3 separate regions of the Hordeum vulgare genome follow, and all the other regions are linked to region 1. Evidence: chromatin contacts called from public Hi-C data. All regions are on one chromosome and are shown on one strand. Each heading gives the region's core, a stretch centred on a gene start, on an enhancer-like site or on the middle of the called end of the contact. The rest is flanking DNA. Distances are from core to core; before and after follow the strand shown.

Region 1 (3,349 bases), core at 259-2,758:
CTCTTTGTCTGACGATCTTGATCAACCTTGTGTCTCTATGACCATTCTTTGGATAATACCTTGAATACTACCTTGGTCATCATATAAACTCCTTGAACCCAACAGATGGACTTCAAGAAGTGCCTATGGACAAATCCTATAAATATAACTTAAGGCAACCATTAGTCCGTAGGAATTGTCATCAATTACCAAAACCACATATGGAGATATATGCTCTAACAGCGACGCCGTTGTAGGCGACATCCGCGAGCCCGAGCGCTGCTGGTGCGCGGTCGGAGCGGCTGCTCGATGATAGGTTCGTGAGCGGAACGCCGAGCGCCAAGAGGCGACGACGAATAAATACAGCGGAGGGCATCACTGCGCCATGCGCCGGTAGATCAAGGCTTAGCTGCACCGCGCAATCGGCAGCCACCGCTGCTGTGCATGTCTCCGTGCGATGGAGGTCGCAGGTAGAGCCAAGCCGCCATGGCGGCCACATGCGCGCTCCCCGTGAAGCAAAAAAGATGGTGCAAGGCAGCAAACAGTACCTACGGGTGTTGACAGAGACAAACAGAGGCACCATCATGGCGGCTCCCTTATCGCCACACCGCGGTAGAATGTAGATGGTGCTATCCATCACTAAAGCGCGCTCGGGCGGGGAACAACAAGGAGATCTGCCACACATTTCGAATCCCCGACGACCACATTGAAATAAGCGGCCCGCGCCACCACCACCGCGCCCTCGACCACCTTATTCGCGGCGACGACCACCAACACGACTTCAGCCCAGCCCGTCTTCGGCCACACCTATGTGAGTACCACTCGCCGAGGATCTCGATGGAGCGAGCGATGTCGTTGCACGCCTCCTTTGCTCCTTGCGAGTGGTGCAACCCACCGCCTACAACTTCGTCTTCGTTGCCGCCCGCCTGTCTCCATCGACACACCCGCACCGCGCTGTGTGTGTTATGATAGGTGAGGAGTGGGGGAGAAGTGAGGGAGATAGGGAGAGGGGGGATGGGCGGTGCAACACGTTCACTAATGTATTCATCATAGTAAACGACTCGCTGCATCTCACATGTCAGTGACCACCGCTTTAAGATTTGTGTTTCAGATCCAATGATTATCGGGTGGTTTGCTACCCAAATGACGTCAGCCAGTCAACATCTCCCATAACAAAAAAGGATAAAGAACAAGAAAAGAAAAAGAAACTAAATTAAGGAATGTACTACTAAGGAAGCGTGCGGACGCTATGTCTCGCTCCCGGCACTGATTAGGAGGTCTCAATGAAAAATACTCCTGTCCTTTATTGTACGTAATTTTTTTTATACTTCGTCCTGTTCTATTGACATGGGCCAACTACGTAGCATCCTGTCTATTATTATTTTTATTAGATATAGCGTCCTGTCTCCTTATTTGGGCCTAGTGACGAAGTCTAACTGGACCGCTTGCTTTAGCCCATGGTGCACCTTTGGACCATTCGCGGCCCACCTGTGAGTAAACCCTAAGCCCGGACGTCGTCCTATTTAATCCCACCTCTTAGGGTTCTCTTCCTCCCTCCTCCGAGACCAAACCAAAGCTGCGGCGGCGCGGGCATAGGAGGCGAAGCAGCAGCGGAGCCAAGCAACCGACGCCACCATGGGTAAGCGCCGCCGATCTTCTACTCGTTGCTCCGTCAGAGTCTGCCTGGTTTGCACGATGCTTATCGCCGCGGTGGTGTCTGTGCAGGTATCTCGCGTGACTCCATGCACAAGCGCCGGGCCACCGGTGGGAAGCAGAAGGCATGGAGGAAGAAGCGAAAGTAAGAGCGATGCCCCCACCCCTATCCCCTCTCCCTTCCTATTCGTGAAGATGTGTGGAGGTTCTACCCATGTTAGATCCGTGTTTACCTAGATCAGGCGCATAATTTAGTACATGTCTCCGTACTCTTTAGTATGATAGCTTGGGGGTAACTAGAATTTTTTAGATCTCGTATGATAGCTGGGTGGTAACTAGCATGCTAATTACCTCAGTAGCGCGGGTATTCCGCTCTCTGGCGACATGATAACCTTCATTAGTTTACACACAACCATTGATTTCGCTACATGCGAACTTCCGATGTGTTTATGGTAATTTGTTGGATAGGCAGTTTGGTTAAGATCCAGGTAACTAACGTCGCCTCTATCATAACTTGATATTGGCAATATAACTGGGTCTGTCGCTCTTGTAGTGATGCTTTACTGGTACTGCTGTTTCCTTAGTTGTTTTTAAGTACACAGTTTTGAGATACAATGTTTTGCCTAACTTATCTGATTAGGCATATTTGAAGCGTCCCTACTTGTAATTTGCTGTATTAAGTCTTGACGGTTCTCAATGTTGAGTCTTAGCCATTTCCTGATTTGTCCTGTGCAATTGTTTTGTTATCATTTTGGAATATGCATGTTCTTTTATTTGAACAAATGTTATGATCACTTGTTTATAGGACGATAGTCTAGGCAGCCTTAAAATTTACATTATTATGAATCTTACTTCGTCCTTTATCATTTATTAGGTATGAGCTTGGCCGCCAGCCTGCCAACACTAAGCTTTCGAGCAACAAGACAGTGAGGAGGGTCCGTGTTCGTGGAGGTAATGTGAAATGGAGGGCTCTCCGTCTGGACACTGGTAACTTCTCATGGGGTAGTGAGGCCACAACCCGCAAGACCCGTCTCCTGGATGTGGTTTACAATTCGTCAAACAATGAGCTTGTGAGGACTCAGACCCTTGTGAAGAATGCCATTGTGCAAGTTGATGCTGCCCCTTTCAAGCAGTGGTACCTGACTCATTATGGAGTGGAAATCGGTAGGAAGAAGAAAGCTGCTGCCGCTGCCAAAAAGGATGCTGCTGAGGTAATATTCTTGTTATTTGTATTGCAGTTCTTCAACATGATCTTAGTATTTACTGGTTAGCTTGTTGAGGGTGGGTTACTTAGTTGTAATGATATTCAGTTTTGTAGTTGTGTAACACAAGTGCATGTTCTTTTTTATTCTGATTGCACTTTTCAATCTCAACTGTTATGTCCAACTTGTTCATGAATAAATTAACTCAATTGCTCTTTGTAGATACAGCATAATCTTTGTTGTTTTGAACAACTCTCAACTGAATTTGTTCATTTTGCCAATAATGTTTCCATGCCCTAGTTTAAATAATGTCCTTTTCCCCTTTGAATCTACCAATCTCTGCTCCAGCCTATAAATAGTTGCTCACTGTTTATGTTTTCTTGATCATATTTTCTCTTGTGCAGGGGCAAGAGGCTGAGGTTGCTGCTGCTGCCACAGAGGAAGCAAAGAAGAGCAACAAAGTCCAGAGGAAGCTTGAGAAGCGTCAGCAGGGGCGCACTCTGGACTCACACATT
Region 2 (3,582 bases), core at 193-2,692, 680 kb before region 1:
ATGTGGCTTTCAATGGACAGATTCAGTACTTGCTAGATTCAAGCATGAATGGACTAATCATTCTGCTCTGGTCAAGAGAAATGTGCTCTTAGACAGTAAATTTGATACAAGAGCTTCCAGCAATCTGTTACTCACCTCTGCCGTTGGAGGTTGCATCCAGCCACCATCGCAACTATGCCGAGCCAGCAAGCTGCCTCCAGCGACGTTGCTCCGAGCATCCGGGCGGCTGGCGCCCCCCCCCCCCCCCTCTCTCCTTGTGCCTCTCATCCTCCTCTCAGATTTGAGCCAGAAGAAGCAGCGTCCACGCACTCTGCCATTGGAGGTTGCATCCAGCCACCATCCCAACTATGCCGAGCCAGCAAGCTGCCTCCCGCGGCGTTGCTCCGAGCAGCCGGGCGGCTGGCGCCCCACCCTCTCTCCTTGTGCCTCTCCTCCTCCCAGATTTGAGCCATGATTTGAGCCAGAAGAAGCAGCGTCCAAGCAGCTGGCAAAGTAGCAACAGGAATAGGCGGAAGAAGCTAGAACACTCGATCCAATTCTGTGTGGAGGGGATAACCGGATAAGATATAAACTCATTTAAAAAAAATGTTACTATAGAGGAGGGGCCTACCAAGACAGAAGCGGTGTTCTGATTCAAGAACCAGCCTCGGCCCAAACCCAAACCACACTGCATGCGGAGCAATTTTCGCTACGTTGCCACGCCGGATCGGACGAGGATCGTACGCATTTTGTCGTACGTATAGCAGCGCCGATAATATATCATACAAGTTCTTTAATGAAGTATATGTTAACCGTATGTAAAATAACTAAGCGGGTCCACTAAATGTTGAAAAAATGACCATGTTTGTCTCGGAGCTTGTGCCAGAACCGTTACTTCAAGTTCATACGATTTCATTCTTTTTTTTTCTTATGCGCCATGTCATCAAATTCGTCTATATGACAATTTACCAATGATGATCATAGGATTATTGGAGATGTCCTAAGAACAAGTATAGTAGTACCTAGACAGCCGGCTACAAGCTCTTCCACGTCAGAGAAAGTCTAGCTGGAGGGGAGAGAAAGCAAGAGAGAGAAGGGAGCCGGCGCTTCAATTGTCGCCCGGCTACAACACAATACCCAAGAGAAAAGAACTGCATGCAATGGTTGAAGGCTGTCGCGGCTCCCTCCTCTCCAACAGTTGTGTTTTTATCTCTTCCATACATGTAAACATTAACTGCTATAGCCAATGCTTGCAGCCAGCTTTACTATATGAGATTTGTTTTACGGAGACTACAAGTGACATGGCAATGGCATAAAGCCGGTAGTCGGGTCTACTATTAACCATGCTTTAATGGACTGTGACTATACTACTAGGTGGGGCAGCGCCTCAGCCATATGGATGCCATTCGCGCTGTGTCTATCACTGACTATAGGAGTGCTGTGCATTATCGCTGCCGTCGAGGCTACGTAGCACGTTGCTCAGTACGTGTCCTGCATGCACTTGTACTACTAGGTGGGGCAGCCTAGCTAGCTACAGTCATCTTGTACTACTAGGTATAAATGAAACTGACCAGTGAAGGAGTAGATTGCGGAAGAAAGACCGAACTATATCGGACGTAACGTCGTACGTGAAGCAATTTCGATATATTATTAACAGCTGACGTGGATACTTATAGATGCTTAACGTTGCTGCTGCATATAAAGACCTAGCAGTGATTTTGTCCTAAAAGCAGAGGCGTGGCGCAAAGAAAAAATAAATCATCAGTGATAGCCTGCAGCGCCGCTGTCTTTCACATGGAAATGGCAGTCCATTTTTTTAACACAATACAATCAAAATCGCTCATATACATGAATGTATACTCGTCTATATAAACGCAAACACGCATACTCTACCTTTATGAACATCTTTGAAAGAATAAGCTGATATATAATCTTAAGATTGACGAAGTCGCCACTAACGCCTTCGTTTTCGATGAAAACGTCTCCTTTCACTGAAAGCACATCGCCAAAGACCTGAAATAAATCCAAAAAAATGCAAGCACTAACGTCAAGTCTGAGACTTAAACTTTGATGGACAGGAAATACCATAGTCCTCTTAAACATCCAACCATGGATTGGTTTACGAAATGGACAGTCCATCTGCTAGTGCCATCTTCACTTCTTATTTCTATATGCAAAATAGTTCAACGCAAGAAGGAGCGAGCTAAAAAAGATTCGTTTACATTTTTCTCAAGGCTCAAATATCGAAGAACAAGATAGCCACATAGTACTACTACTCTACCTCTAGTACAACAAGTACTTGCACAATATTTTGTTCAATCAGCCCGTACAAGCATCAGCACAGTTCGCGGCAACATCATATGTGTTAGCATCCGTCCATGCCGCACGCTTCCACGAATACACGCGCAAGCCGTCGCTTGACGGTCCGCTCTACATCAACATGTTAGGACAGTGTCCGTTCGTATGAGCCTTCTAATGAAAGCGCGCAAACCGCCATCTCTGCGGACCGGTCTACATCAACACGTTCGGATCGGCCCGCTCGTACGAGCTGCCCAATGAACGCAAGCAACCCGCCATCTCCGTGGTCCGGTCTATATCAACACGTAAGGACCGTGTCCGCCCATACGAGCCGCCCAACATACGTGCGCAAGCCGCCGCTCCCGCGATCCGGTCTACTCAAATAACACTGGAGCAAAAAAGAAATATATATCTATTATCAGCCTTCACCGCCGGGTTGTCCAATGGTTAGGCGCATTGGCCCGTTATCCCTGTGGTCCGATTTAATTGAACGTATCAAATGAAATAGAAGAGCTTGTCATGAAGAAAACGTCTTTAAAAGAGCAAAGAGAGCAAGTCGTTGTAGAGACGATAAATTCTAAAACCGACAGTGAAACAAAAAGAAAAAATTGGCCCTAGAAGAGTAAGGAGAGCTGGACCAAGAGAGAATAACAAGAAATGGGTCAAGAGGCTTATGAACACAATTTGGGCAAAAATAGCTTTATTGAACTACATATGCTGAGGACATACAATGAGCATCGCGAAGATCCTCAACTCGCCACATCGCCTCTCCCTTAAATTAATTTCATCTTTCAGCGGTCAACTCTACGCCGGCTTATGCTACATCCAAATATGCAGAATTTCAAGCCGACTACTCGAGTGGACTTAGATTTGGAGGCTATGCTCACATGACTCTGGCAGATTTGGCCGGTTTAAACAAATACAAGAAACCCTGGTCATTGCAAGGAAGACAACCCGATCCCGGGGCCTGTTGCCTTCTTTGGCAAATAACTAAAAGGTTTCCCAAGAAGACTTTGTCGACGTTGTGGGAACGGGGGTACCCAGACCATCCTGCCTACGGCCCGGGGCTGGCTCACTTCATCAACACAAGATCAACAAGGAGCAACACCACCCTGAACAAGGCCCTCACGAGGGGCCAAGCCTCGCGAGGAAGAACGACATGAAGACCCACAGGACATTTCAAGGCAAGACCGGGCCTCAAGAGTCAAGGATGACGCCATGGAAGGACAGACGAGCAACAGATGGCAGAAGGGGCAGTTTCCCCTTTGGTGCAAAAGAGGAAGGAACGTATTAGGGTTCCAAAGG
Region 3 (3,147 bases), core at 305-2,804, 850 kb before region 1:
ATCTATCTGGGACGGCATGGTGCATGCACATTTACCCTTCCTTTTCTGATTGTAGCACGAAGGAGTACGAAGACCGAGCAGTTGAACTGGCGACAAACCCGGCAAAACTCCAAGCACTGACCAATAAGCTTAAAGAAGTTCGTTTAACCTGTCCTTTATTTGACACTGCTCGATGGGTATGATTTCTGTACGATGTCCCTGTGTGATACTCCCTGGCATGTCATTTCTAGGCAGTAAATTCTGATGAGCTCTCTGCTTGCCAACCATTTCAGGTTCGGAACCTTGATAGGGCGTACTTCAAGATGTGGAATATTTATTGCTCTGGCCGTCATCCGGAGCCGTTTAAGGTAAAAGAAGACGACAGTGAGTTCCCATATGACAGATGAGGAGCATGAAATCCCGGCTGTGTAGATAAAAAGCAGAGTTGTAGCATAGTACAATCATGTAACTCGTCTGGCTGCGCCCTGTCCTGTACCATATAGACCTTTGCGTGTGGAGTTCGACTTATGTACCCAAGAAAGAAGAATGTAGCAGGTTTAGTCTTGTGATGAGATCGGATTAGCCTATTTATGTGTGCCAACAGAAGATTATAGTTTTGTTGGTTCCTGATTGTTGTACTATTCAACCCCAGCTTGTGCTGCTATCAGAATGTTGACACTGAGCTGCAGAGATACAATATCCAATGTCTGAAATATAATATGGCATCTGTTCGCCTTGATTGTTGGGGCACTGATGCGTTCAGTTAGTAACCGAGTTAGAGATGAGTCAGAGCATCTCTTGCAGACTCCGTATAAATGGTCAAACCATTATAATTTTTCTGTTTTACAATTTTGGTTCAGATGGGAAAGGGGCGGCGGCGGCTGGATTGAAGGAAGGAGCTCTTTATCTCAGTTTTACGGTATCTGTTCGATCGTAGTTAAAATATATTTTTAAAATACTTTTTTTTAAACCTTTATCTTTGTTTTACAGTTTATGATTTTAAAAGAATAGCTAGAGATGTTCTTAGTACCGAAATGGCCCATCCATTGGTATGTGGGAGGTCGGAAGTGGGAACGCGTTTTTACTTTTATAGGTGGATCATGGCACCTACAAAAGACTGCCAAGCTTTGGGCAATCTTTGTCTGGTTCGAGAGTTCAAAGGCCGCTCCTGAAGCTGTAAGTGTGCTGCTGTTAGTGTTCCCGTTCCCAGGCGATGCATTATTTGTTCCAATCTGGAAAAGTACATCACAGTCTAAAAAGAAGGGTCCATCCCTGATCCCTCTATCATCTTTGGAGGAGCAACTCGATGCTGAAGAGCACAAACGAAGAGTGCATGCATTTGGGTTGGGTCGCCCGTGACTGACACACAAAAGGACCATGTACTAGAATAATGCTGAAATACAAATCAATCCTTAGAAACGGGTCGGACACATGCGGATGGGGGATGGCACATGGGGGTGGATGCCTACATTTGCTCTTGGATTTAGCATTCGGGCGGATCACGGGCTGGCGGTGCTGCAGACTGTTTGGCCTTGTTCTCTAGTTAGAAGGGTAGCTTGTAAGTAACACCTAACTTCAAATATTCTCGGCACCATCCACAGTTGCGTGCTACTAAATTTCAGGACCAGTGTACACTGCACAATCGCTACGGATAGAGGGGTCACATGCATCCTATTTTAGAGCATCTACAACCGACACCCTAAAACTTTCCTCTACGTAAGACGGGCCACATGCATCGTATCTTAGAGCATCTGTAACAGACACCCAAAACCCTTCTTTACATAACATGGTCCGCACTCGGATTGATTAAAAAAAAACGGCAGGCAAAGCCCGCACGGCGGGCGGCGGGCGGGCGGCGGTGGCAAGCCCTTTCCTCTCGCGCGGGGATCCCTTGTTGGCGCGGCGCAGCGGCCTTGGACGAGGCGCCCGATCGACGGCGGGTGGACGCCAGGGCGGCGACCCCGACACTTGGTGACGACGTGCCGGTCTTTGTGGCCGCTTGGGAAACACGACAGCCGGCTCCGGCAGGGATCAATGATGAATTGGCCGTGGTGTCTGTGTGGATCGGATCTCGCATGGTGGACTTGGACTGGACGGCTCCGTGGTGGTCGGGTGGAGCAGGAGCGACGCGGGGGCAAGCAGCGCGGCTGCTGGCATGATGGGCTGCGTGTGGCCGTCGGGTTGACATGCTCTGGCTCGGCCAGATGTGGTTGCCTGGCTGCGGTTGGCACGGGGGCTCTCGTCGCTGCTCCGGTGTTGGTATGCTCGGGCGGTTGTTGGGTAACGTAGTAGTAATTCAAAATTTTCCTACGTCATACCAAGATCTATTTATGAGAAACCAACAATGAGAGAGGTTGTAGGGCATCTTGGTACCTTTGAAAATCGCTATGCGGAAGCGTTACTATGAACACGGTTGATGGAGTCGTACTCGTAGCGATTCAGATCGCGGAAGATTCTGATCTAAGCGCCGAACAACGACGCCTCCGTGTTCAACACACGTGCAGCCCGATGACGTCTCCTTCACCTTGATCCAGCAAGGAGAGAGGAAAAGTTGAGGAAGAGCTCTGGCAGCACGACGGCGTGGTGGCGGTGGAGCTATATAGTTCTCCGGCAGGGCTTCGCCAAGCACCGCGGAGGAGGAGAAGAGGGAGAGGTAGGGCCTTGAGGAGGTGTAAAAGGTGTGTACAACCCTCGCAAAACCCTCTCTATATATAGGAGGGAGGGAGAGGGGGTCGGCCACCCTAGGGTTTCCCTAGGTGGTGCGGCGGCCAGCCCTAGAGGAGGAGGGGGCGGCGCCGTAGGGGGTGGCTTGCCACCCAAGGGAGCCACCACGCCCTAGGGTTTGCTGCCCTAGGCGCCTTGGGCCTTGGTGGGTGGCGCACCAGCCCACCTAGGGGCTGGTTCTCATCCACTTTTGGCCCACGTGGCCCTTCGGCGGGGGGGGGGGGGGGTGGCCCTTCCCGGTGGACCCCCGGAACCATTTCGGTGGTCCCGTTACAATACCGATGATCCCCGAAACATTTTCGGCGATCAAATCTCCACTTCCTATATATGAATCTTTACCTTCGGATCATTGCGGAACTCCTCGTGACGTCCGGGATATCATCCGGGACTCCGAACAACCTTCAGTAACCACATACTATTCCCATTACAACTCTAGCGTCATCG

What was found. Hi-C and Micro-C count contacts between places; a contact is called where the count stands out from the background.
Region 2: a contact with region 1 is called in a Hi-C map of seedling, with 4 times the contacts expected there. The contact joins the enhancer-like site here to the promoter of LOC123426468 in region 1. A contact is called at or near these places in 2 of 6 Hi-C or Micro-C datasets (leaf and seedling) and 1 of 1 datasets of contacts at active chromatin or transcription factors (embryo).
Region 3: a Hi-C map of leaf shows a contact between it and region 1, with 8 times the contacts expected there. The contact joins the enhancer-like site here to the promoter of LOC123426468 in region 1. A contact is called at or near these places in 2 of 6 Hi-C or Micro-C datasets (leaf and seedling) and 1 of 1 datasets of contacts at active chromatin or transcription factors (embryo).

The regions. Positions count from the first base shown.
Region 1 is chr2H:416,267,429-416,270,777 of MorexV3_pseudomolecules_assembly, forward strand. LOC123426468 (40S ribosomal protein S8) reads left to right here and starts at 1,509. Exons shown (of 5, transcript XM_045110309.1): 1 at 1,509-1,618; 2 at 1,705-1,777; 3 at 2,507-2,843; 4 at 3,239-3,349. The coding sequence starts at 1,615.
Region 2 is chr2H:415,591,164-415,594,745 of MorexV3_pseudomolecules_assembly, forward strand. No RefSeq gene overlaps it. Among protein-coding and RNA genes, the nearest start is that of LOC123430179, 60 kb to the left of the region's middle. Within about 2 kb of position 1,443, at least 2 of the 3 cell types and tissues checked have open chromatin away from gene starts, as enhancers often do. A contact at or near this core is called in seedling, where this site is marked.
Region 3 is chr2H:415,414,512-415,417,658 of MorexV3_pseudomolecules_assembly, forward strand. LOC123426467 (probable UDP-N-acetylglucosamine--peptide N-acetylglucosaminyltransferase SEC) reads left to right here. Exons shown (of 28, transcript XM_045110308.1): 27 at 56-176; 28 at 273-745. The coding sequence ends at 386. Among protein-coding and RNA genes, the nearest start is that of LOC123426467, 19 kb to the left of the region's middle. Within about 2 kb of position 1,555, at least 2 of the 3 cell types and tissues checked have open chromatin away from gene starts, as enhancers often do. A contact at or near this core is called in leaf, where this site is marked.